2 separate regions of the Mus musculus genome follow, and region 1 is linked to region 2. Evidence: chromatin contacts called from public Hi-C data. All regions are on one chromosome and are shown on one strand. The core of a region is the stretch at or near the end of the contact, and the rest is flanking DNA. Distances in the headings are between cores, read along the strand shown.

Region 1 (3,547 bases), core at 306-2,805, 58 kb after region 2:
ACTTTTTCAACTAACTTGACACGCCCCCCTCTGAGCTCCCAGGAACTAAAGCACCAACCAAAGAGTACACACGGTTGGGTCCATGGCTCCGCTACATGTGAGATGAGGTCTGCTTTATCAGGTATCAGTGGGCTGGGAGGCTCTTGGTTCCGTGGAGGCTTGATGCCCCAGCGTAGGGGGATGCTAGAGGGGTGAGGCAGGAAAGTGTGGGTGGGTGGAGGAGCACCCTCTTAGAGGCAAAGGGGAGGGAAGGTGGGATGGGGGTTTATGGAGGGGAGACCAGGAAAGGAGACAACACTTGAAATGTAGATAAATAAAATAACCAATTAAACAAATACATATAACCGGGCATAGTGGCACATGCCTTTAATCCCAGCACTCGGGAGGCAGAGACAGGCAGATTTCTGAGTTCGAGGCCAGCCTGGTCTACAAAGTGAGTTCCAGGACAGCCAAGGCTATACAGAGAAACCCTGTCTTGAAAAACAAAACAACAACAACAAATATATACTTTTCTCAGTCACTCACTAATATCCCCCTCCCTTTGATGTCTTTACTCTTCTCAACTAGTCCTCTTTCTGTATTGATGGTGCATGTGTGTGTGCCTGTGTGTGCGCTCCTGCATGCCTATTGTGTGTGTGCATGTGTATATGTATGTCCACACATGCATGGTGTGTGTGTGTGCACATGTGCATGTGTTTCCTGTCTCAGTGACTTTACTGCAGATCTCTTACAGGAGCACAGGTAAGAAGGAGTCATTTCCTAGAGCATGGACAAGCTGTCTGTGGAGACACCACTGAAGAAAATGTCTCCCTAGATTTTTATGGAGGCACAGGGTTTCCCAAGCCTCTTCCCAGATCCACTGGGTTCTTGATCAGTCCCTTGTCACCCTCTCTCACTGTGTGCCCTGGGTGTGTGCTTCTCTGTTGACTCCAGCTTTCCTCTCTGTGTACCAGGACTCAGGGAGGTAGCTGTTGAGCTGGCTGGTGTCTGAGGGCCCCTTCGGTTCTGTCTCTAGATGCCAACAGTATACAAGATGCCCCGTTCCCATAGAATCACATGTATTTCTTCCCTGTTTGCTCTCCCCAGCCTCTGTTCACTCTTCCTTGCATCTCTTCATTCCCTAGCCCTCCCTCGGGGTGCTTTGCTTTGATGTTTCCATGCATCTCAAAACCACTAACACTTCAGTCTGGTCTACCTCTTCCAGCCGGTCTACCTCTTCAATGAAGTGTCTTGATTGCGTTCAGTTAACATTTGATCTCTCAGCCTCCCGCTCCCGGGAGAGCTGTGGTCCGGACCGTATTGAATGTTACACTTTATTACACGACTCCAGGGCCCATCTGTTGGAGGGGAAAGAGCATCCTCCTGTTGACTGACATGCGAAGCAGGAATCGTGCCCTCTGCCCCCTATCAGCTTCTTGTTCCCTACCCAGACGTGCAACCAGCTGGTGCTGGCCCGGCTCTCTGATGTCTCCAGCAGCTGCCCCTCTTCCTTGTCTTTCAGCCCTTCCCCAGATCCCAGCTGCGGGGCCAGGACAGAGCCAGAGACAGTCCAGGCCTCGCAAAACTCCGGGAGGCCACAGACAAGGAGCATTTGAGAATTAGAAGAAGGGCAGAGCTGAGCACAAGTCACACTAGTCTCGAAAACGAGGGAGAGCAGTTTGCCAGCTTCTGTTTCCCATCTTGCTCTCATCTAAAAAAAGCTGCTTAGAAACACGGGCTTCCTCGAGCTGTGAAGCCAGATGGCCCCGAGACACTCAGCTTGCCCGGTGCGCATGCGTAATTATTCATCTTCGCAGACTCACGCCCAAGACTGAATTCAGACACAGACACTTTATTTGCTGTTTGATCTGGAGCCAGGAGGCCCTCCTGAGCTTTTGTTTCTTTTTCAGTAAAGTGTGGTGACTCAAGTGGGTCTTGCCCACTTTGGGGTGTTTTTGTTGGGACTGGATAGCTAATGTAAAACGCAATGGCCTTTGCTGTCTACAGAGCACTAGACAGACAGACAGACAGACGTTGCCGTTCACAATAAGGCGCACCAAATTTTGCATTTGCTGGGATGAGCCATTACTTAGTGAATACTTCACTTCTGTGCCAGGTACTGTGCTGAGTACTTTTTGCACACTGCACCGTTTAAGCCTAACCTCATTCCCATAAGACACTGCATTTGTTCCCATTGTTTGGATCAAGAGAGTGAGACTTGGAGATCTACTGGGCCAGCCAAGACACCAGCATCTAGGGGGAGGGGACCAGGATTTGAACCTAGAATGTGGGCTCCGACGCCAGTGTTTTAGCTCCTAACCATCCCCATTCCACAAAAAGAAAGGTTCTCAGACTGGGTCAGTGAAGTACCAACTGTGCAAGCGTGGGCACCTGAGTTTGGATCCTCAGCCCCCGTGAAAACGCCAACTGTGGGGGTCCATGTCTGCAACCCTGGCAGCGAGGTGGAGAAGGTGGATCCCAGGCTCACTGGCCCGCCAGCCGAGCCAGCCAGCCAAGCCAGGCAGCCGAGCTAGGGGATGAGAGATGCTGTCTTTAAAAAGGCGGTGAAGCTCAATAGAGGAAGAGACATTGTATCAGCCTCCTCATACATACATGCATACATACATGCATATGCATCTACCCCCAAAGGCATATATGCACCACACACATAAATACATAAATTTAAAAAAATTCTTATATCAACTGAAATAACACACACCTCTTCTCCAGCTAAATGCATTACCGGGTCTGTTCATACAAAGAGCTGTTTCTGTTGAAAACACCACGAGGTCCAGGCAGTAAAACAGCAGTAGAAGACAGGCTTCACCCATCTGTCACTCATCCATCCATCCATCCATCCACCTGATATAATAGGAGTGTCTCCATTAGCTGAGGGAAACACTACTTAGACATGCTTGGAAATTAGTGATCTCACAGTTCTGAGTAGTATGCCCTAGACGTATGTCAGACTCACTTGGGAACTGTGGACAGAGATGCTGAGGACTCATCTGGGGTTCTGGAGATGCTGGTCCCAGAGGATCTGAGGTGGGCCCAGATCGATGGGATATGCAGACACTCAGCTGAGGTCAAGACCCCTGCAGTGACTTAGGCCAATTGACCTCATTTTAGGGAATAGGAGGAAGTCCTAGAACTCAGAACAATGACATTTTAGAATTGGAAGGAAAATTGGCTGATTAAAAAAAAAATCGTTCATGAAGAACCCAGAGTTTGTAGCTATAAACTCGGGTTAAAAATTTCAAGTTAAAATCTTGGGTTAAGCGTGTGGCTCCGTTGGTTGGGTGCTTTGACTGGCATTCCCCCAGGGTCTGTGGAAACAAGCAGCCCCCAGATCTTCCAGCTTACAGACTTACAAACGTACTTTAGAGACACTCATGATGGCCCAGGTTTTGTTCACACACACACACACACACACACACACACACACACACACACACACACACACCATTTACTGTGATACCCATAATTTCCAGTAATTGTACCTTGGAGCCTTTGTGTAAGGAAGAAGCCTGGCCTAGAAGGTCTGGAGAGTTAACACCGATTCCTGCAC
Region 2 (3,776 bases), core at 880-3,379:
TAAGCTGGTTGGCTAGAGCTCTAGATCCTCCTGTCTCTACCTCCTCAACACCGGAAGGTCTCATGGGGTGGGGGTAGCGGAGGGGGAGGGGGCTTGAACTCATGTCTCTATGTTTGTAAGGTAAACACACCTTATGACTATGATCTACTTCCCCCTACCACGTCATTGTTTATGGAAGTGCTATCACCCGAGTGAGCGAATGGTATACAAATGTCTGTTACATAAAACGTTAGAGTAGGAGGGACCAGCATACCAGGCATGGAGGAGGTGGGAGGGGGAGGCAGCCTGCTATGTTTCTAAGATCCCCAAGGGAGAATTCCAAAAATCTGCCTTTCACACCCTCGGAGACTTATCACTCCAGCTTGGTGGAGATCTGCTCTGCTGTCTTAACCCTCTCTCTCCTACTGCGGCTGAGAGTTTGTCGGACAGGATGACAATCTTAACCCTTCACTCCATCCTCTGGATCTGCTCCTGTCCCAGCCGCCTCCCACTCAGGAGTTCCCTCCCACTCAGCGGCTCCCCAAGGGTAGGTTTACTTACTGCTGGGGTCCAGGGTCTTGCTCACAGTGCCTGTCCCAGAGGCAGGCTGAGGCGTGGGTGCTTGTGATACGCCACCTGCCTTTCTCCTCTGCTACCGCCAGTAAGGTGGCCCCAGGTTGGGGACTGTGCTGCTGCAGCTTGCCGGGAGCCCCACCTCGCAATGGGTGAGCTTCGGGGAGATACGGGAGCGCTAAATCGAAGCCCGGTCGGAAGATGTCCGAGGAGGGGCTGGCCTCAGCTACCATCGCCTGTCCCAGCCTGGTGCAAGGGGCTGGGTAGAGACTCAACACCAGATGGTTCCGGCCTCCGTTCCAGTTCGGAGGCAGGGGCCCGCAGGCTCCTCTACGATCCTGGCTGGGGAGAAAAAGGAGAAGGCAAGCGTCTGCTGGGCTGAGTGCAGAGTAGCGGGAGCCTTCCAAGGAATCCAGGATCCTGCGCTGAGCCTCAGAGGTCGGACCAGCCGGGGAGTGCACAAAGATCTTGAGGACCTTTCCCCTACACTTGGAGGTGTCAAAGCAGGCTCCCCAGGTGCAGCTGCTTCCCCGAGAGACCCGAGGGAGCTGTGCGACATCTTCTGGGTTCGTCTCAGACTGGGAGAAACTCTGTAAGAAGGCAGCATCCAGCCAGCGGGGCCAGCCTTGGGAGCGCCCTGGAAGAGGACCGGGCAACACTGCCAGGCGAAGGGGGAAGACTCCTAGGAGGACGAGGAGGAGCCAGAAGGCTGACAACGCCAGCCAGAAGGACTTTCTTCTCCACAGCATGTGGCCACCAACAGCTAGGACTAGAAGGAAGTGAGGAATTTCTGTAGCAAGTGGAGGAGGCGACCCCAGGCAGGAGGGAGCTGGAAATCAGCCTTCTGGTCCAGCGCTCTCACCATTGAAGGCAGGTCCCCTAGCTAAGTTCGACTAACCATTGGCCACCTGTGGGATTGACCCCTCGTGGGAAGTCCAAGGAGGCTCTGGCTTTCTAAATTTGCATTCCCACTCTCCGACTGCTTTCTCTACCTTCACACAACCTTGCCACCCTTTGCCCTCTCATCGGGACCTCTGCCCTGGGCCACTGCTCGGGCTGATGCAACCCTTGTCCAGACCACAAGATCGTGTCCATTTGCGCTCAGGACTGCACCCCTGATCTTACCCTTGACCCAAGGGCAGGCTATCTATGGAGAACTGTCTGGGTTCATGGGGAGTGGGTATCGGGAGGGGGTGGCCAAGGATGATGTAGAAGGAGGCAGGACTGTCCTCTCCCACTCTTCCCTCTGCCCCAAAAGCTCTTGAAAAAAACCCTGGCTACCCCTGTGTTTGGTGGCTGGCCTTCTGTGGCAGAACTATAAATAGACCTTGTGTCCATGTGGGCCACCAGAGCCAGCTGAAGTTGGAGCCGGAGTGCATCCCATGCCCGCCGCCTGGGGAATGAGAAGGTTCGGAGTGTGGTCTTCTTCCCCTCGGCTATGGCCCCTAACCCAGGCAGCTGCTCTGCACCCTCCGGCTAGGAGCTGTCACAGGGCAGAGGGCAAGACCTACGCTCCAAATTCCTGTTCCTGCCCCACAGGTCCAGCCGGCAGCTCCAGGTCCCACTCCAGAAGGTATCAAGTCGGTCCAGCTCTCTTTCGCAGCAGCAGCAGCCTGGCCACACCCCCGCCAGCTCTGATTGGCTCCTGGCTAGGAGGCAGGGTTTCCACTTAACCCCTTGCAACCTCTTTCGCTGGGGTACCGTTTCGTTTCTTTTTCCTTTTTTTTTTTTTTTGAGACGAGGGGGGTGGGGATGTTCCTGTAGCCCCGGTTGGTTTCAAACCCACCTTGCAACCAAGGACTTTGAGTCCCTGATCAATCTGTCTTCACCTCGGAGTGCTCGAATGCCAGCTACCTGCCATCACGCCTGGCTCTGGAAGATTAATAATGGTCAGGAGGGCACCATACCTCACTGGTGGCTGTGGATTGACAGTTTGCTTCTCTCCAAGGTCTTTACCAGTGATCCAAAGTAGATGTTTATCTGCCTTTCCCCCCCCCTTTTATTACGATTATCATTGTCTATTTTTAGAATTGATGTTGTGGTACTGGGAGTAGAACCCAAGGCTTTGTGCACACTAGACAAGTATTCTATCACTGAATTACATCACCAGCTCTTTTGTCTTTTTTACTATTGAGAAAAATGAAGCGCAGAGCAGGGATTGCCTTTCTTAAGGTGACCCAGCTTTGATGTGTCCAGGTGAAGATTTGAACTCAGAGCCTGGCCTGATGGGGCCTCTTCTTGTCCCCTCGGCCACTGAATGGAGCTGGGCAGTGTCTACCTGCATCTTTAAAATGGATTAACATCATTCCCTTGGAGGGTTGCTATTGTAGGTCCTACAAGAGCACTTGGTGGGGTGTCCTTCAACAAGGAAGTATCCTTCCGCTGGCCTCTCCTCCTTGGTGAGCAGCCTGAGGGCAGGGCACAGTGAGGTGCCCAGGAACATCCTCAAAATGGGATCAAGAAGAATCTGGCCTCTTGCAGTAAGAGGTAGGTCGCTCCGTGATAGACAGCTGCTCAGGCAAACCGCAGGCTTTCTCACGCAGGAGACAGGTGTGGGCATGCGCTGTTGCCATCCCACCAGGCTTGGAATTGGCAGAAGGTTCCCTTCCTCTAGGAAGCGGCTGAGACTCCTGAGTCAGAGCCAGGACCCTCCTTCAGGGGCTCAAGCTTGCTCTGGCCACATCCATGTTCAATCATCTAAGAGATCCTTCGCATCCTAACTTGGACCAGGTTCCCAGGGAGGCACTGGAAGTGCCATGCTGAATAAGAGTAATAGTGTAGGTGACTATGTCCTGAGCACGCTGGAAATGACTATAAAGGAGATATTACTATCATTCCCATTTTACAGAAGAGAAAGTTGAGGCTCAGGGAACTTGAGTAACTTTGCCTGTATTCCCATGGCTTAGCCAGGTCCTAAGCCATCTATCTATACATCTTCTCTTTTATTCTGAGGCAGTGTTTCTCTATGTAGCCAAGAACACACTATATAAACCAGGCTAGCCTTGATCTTGCGTGTCTCTGTGTCCCCTGTGCTAGGATTAAAGGTATATGTTACCATACCTGGCCATTCATTTTAAAAACATATTTATTTTTATTTGGTGTGTATGAGTGTTTGCCTCTGTGTGTGTGTGTGTGTGTGTGTGTGTGTGTGTGTGTGTGTGTGTGTGTGTGCCTGTGCATGCCTGTCTACAGTATTACAGTATGCATGCCCTGTGCCTAGGGGG

What was found. Hi-C and Micro-C count contacts between places; a contact is called where the count stands out from the background.
Region 1: a contact with region 2 is called in a Hi-C map of cerebral cortex, with 2.6 times the contacts expected there. The contact joins the enhancer-like site here to the promoter of Extl1 in region 2. A contact is called at or near these places in 6 of 39 promoter capture datasets (the SN4741 cell line, hematopoietic stem and progenitor cells, liver and 3 more), 2 of 484 Hi-C or Micro-C datasets (cerebral cortex and nephron progenitors), 2 of 115 datasets of contacts at active chromatin or transcription factors (both in embryonic stem cells) and 2 of 9 other capture datasets (adipose tissue and pancreatic islet).

What each region holds. Positions count from the first base shown.
Region 1 is chr4:134,429,161-134,432,707 of GRCm38.p6, forward strand. No RefSeq gene overlaps it. Among named protein-coding and RNA genes, the nearest start is that of Gm30453, 17 kb to the right of the region's middle. Within about 2 kb of position 1,556, at least 88 of the 459 cell types and tissues checked have an H3K27ac peak or open chromatin away from gene starts, as enhancers often do. A contact at or near this core is called in cerebral cortex and nephron progenitors, where this site is marked.
Region 2 is chr4:134,370,418-134,374,193 of GRCm38.p6, forward strand. Extl1 (exostosin-like glycosyltransferase 1) reads right to left here and starts at 2,130. Exons shown (of 11, transcript NM_019578.2): 1 at 541-2,130. The coding sequence starts at 1,301.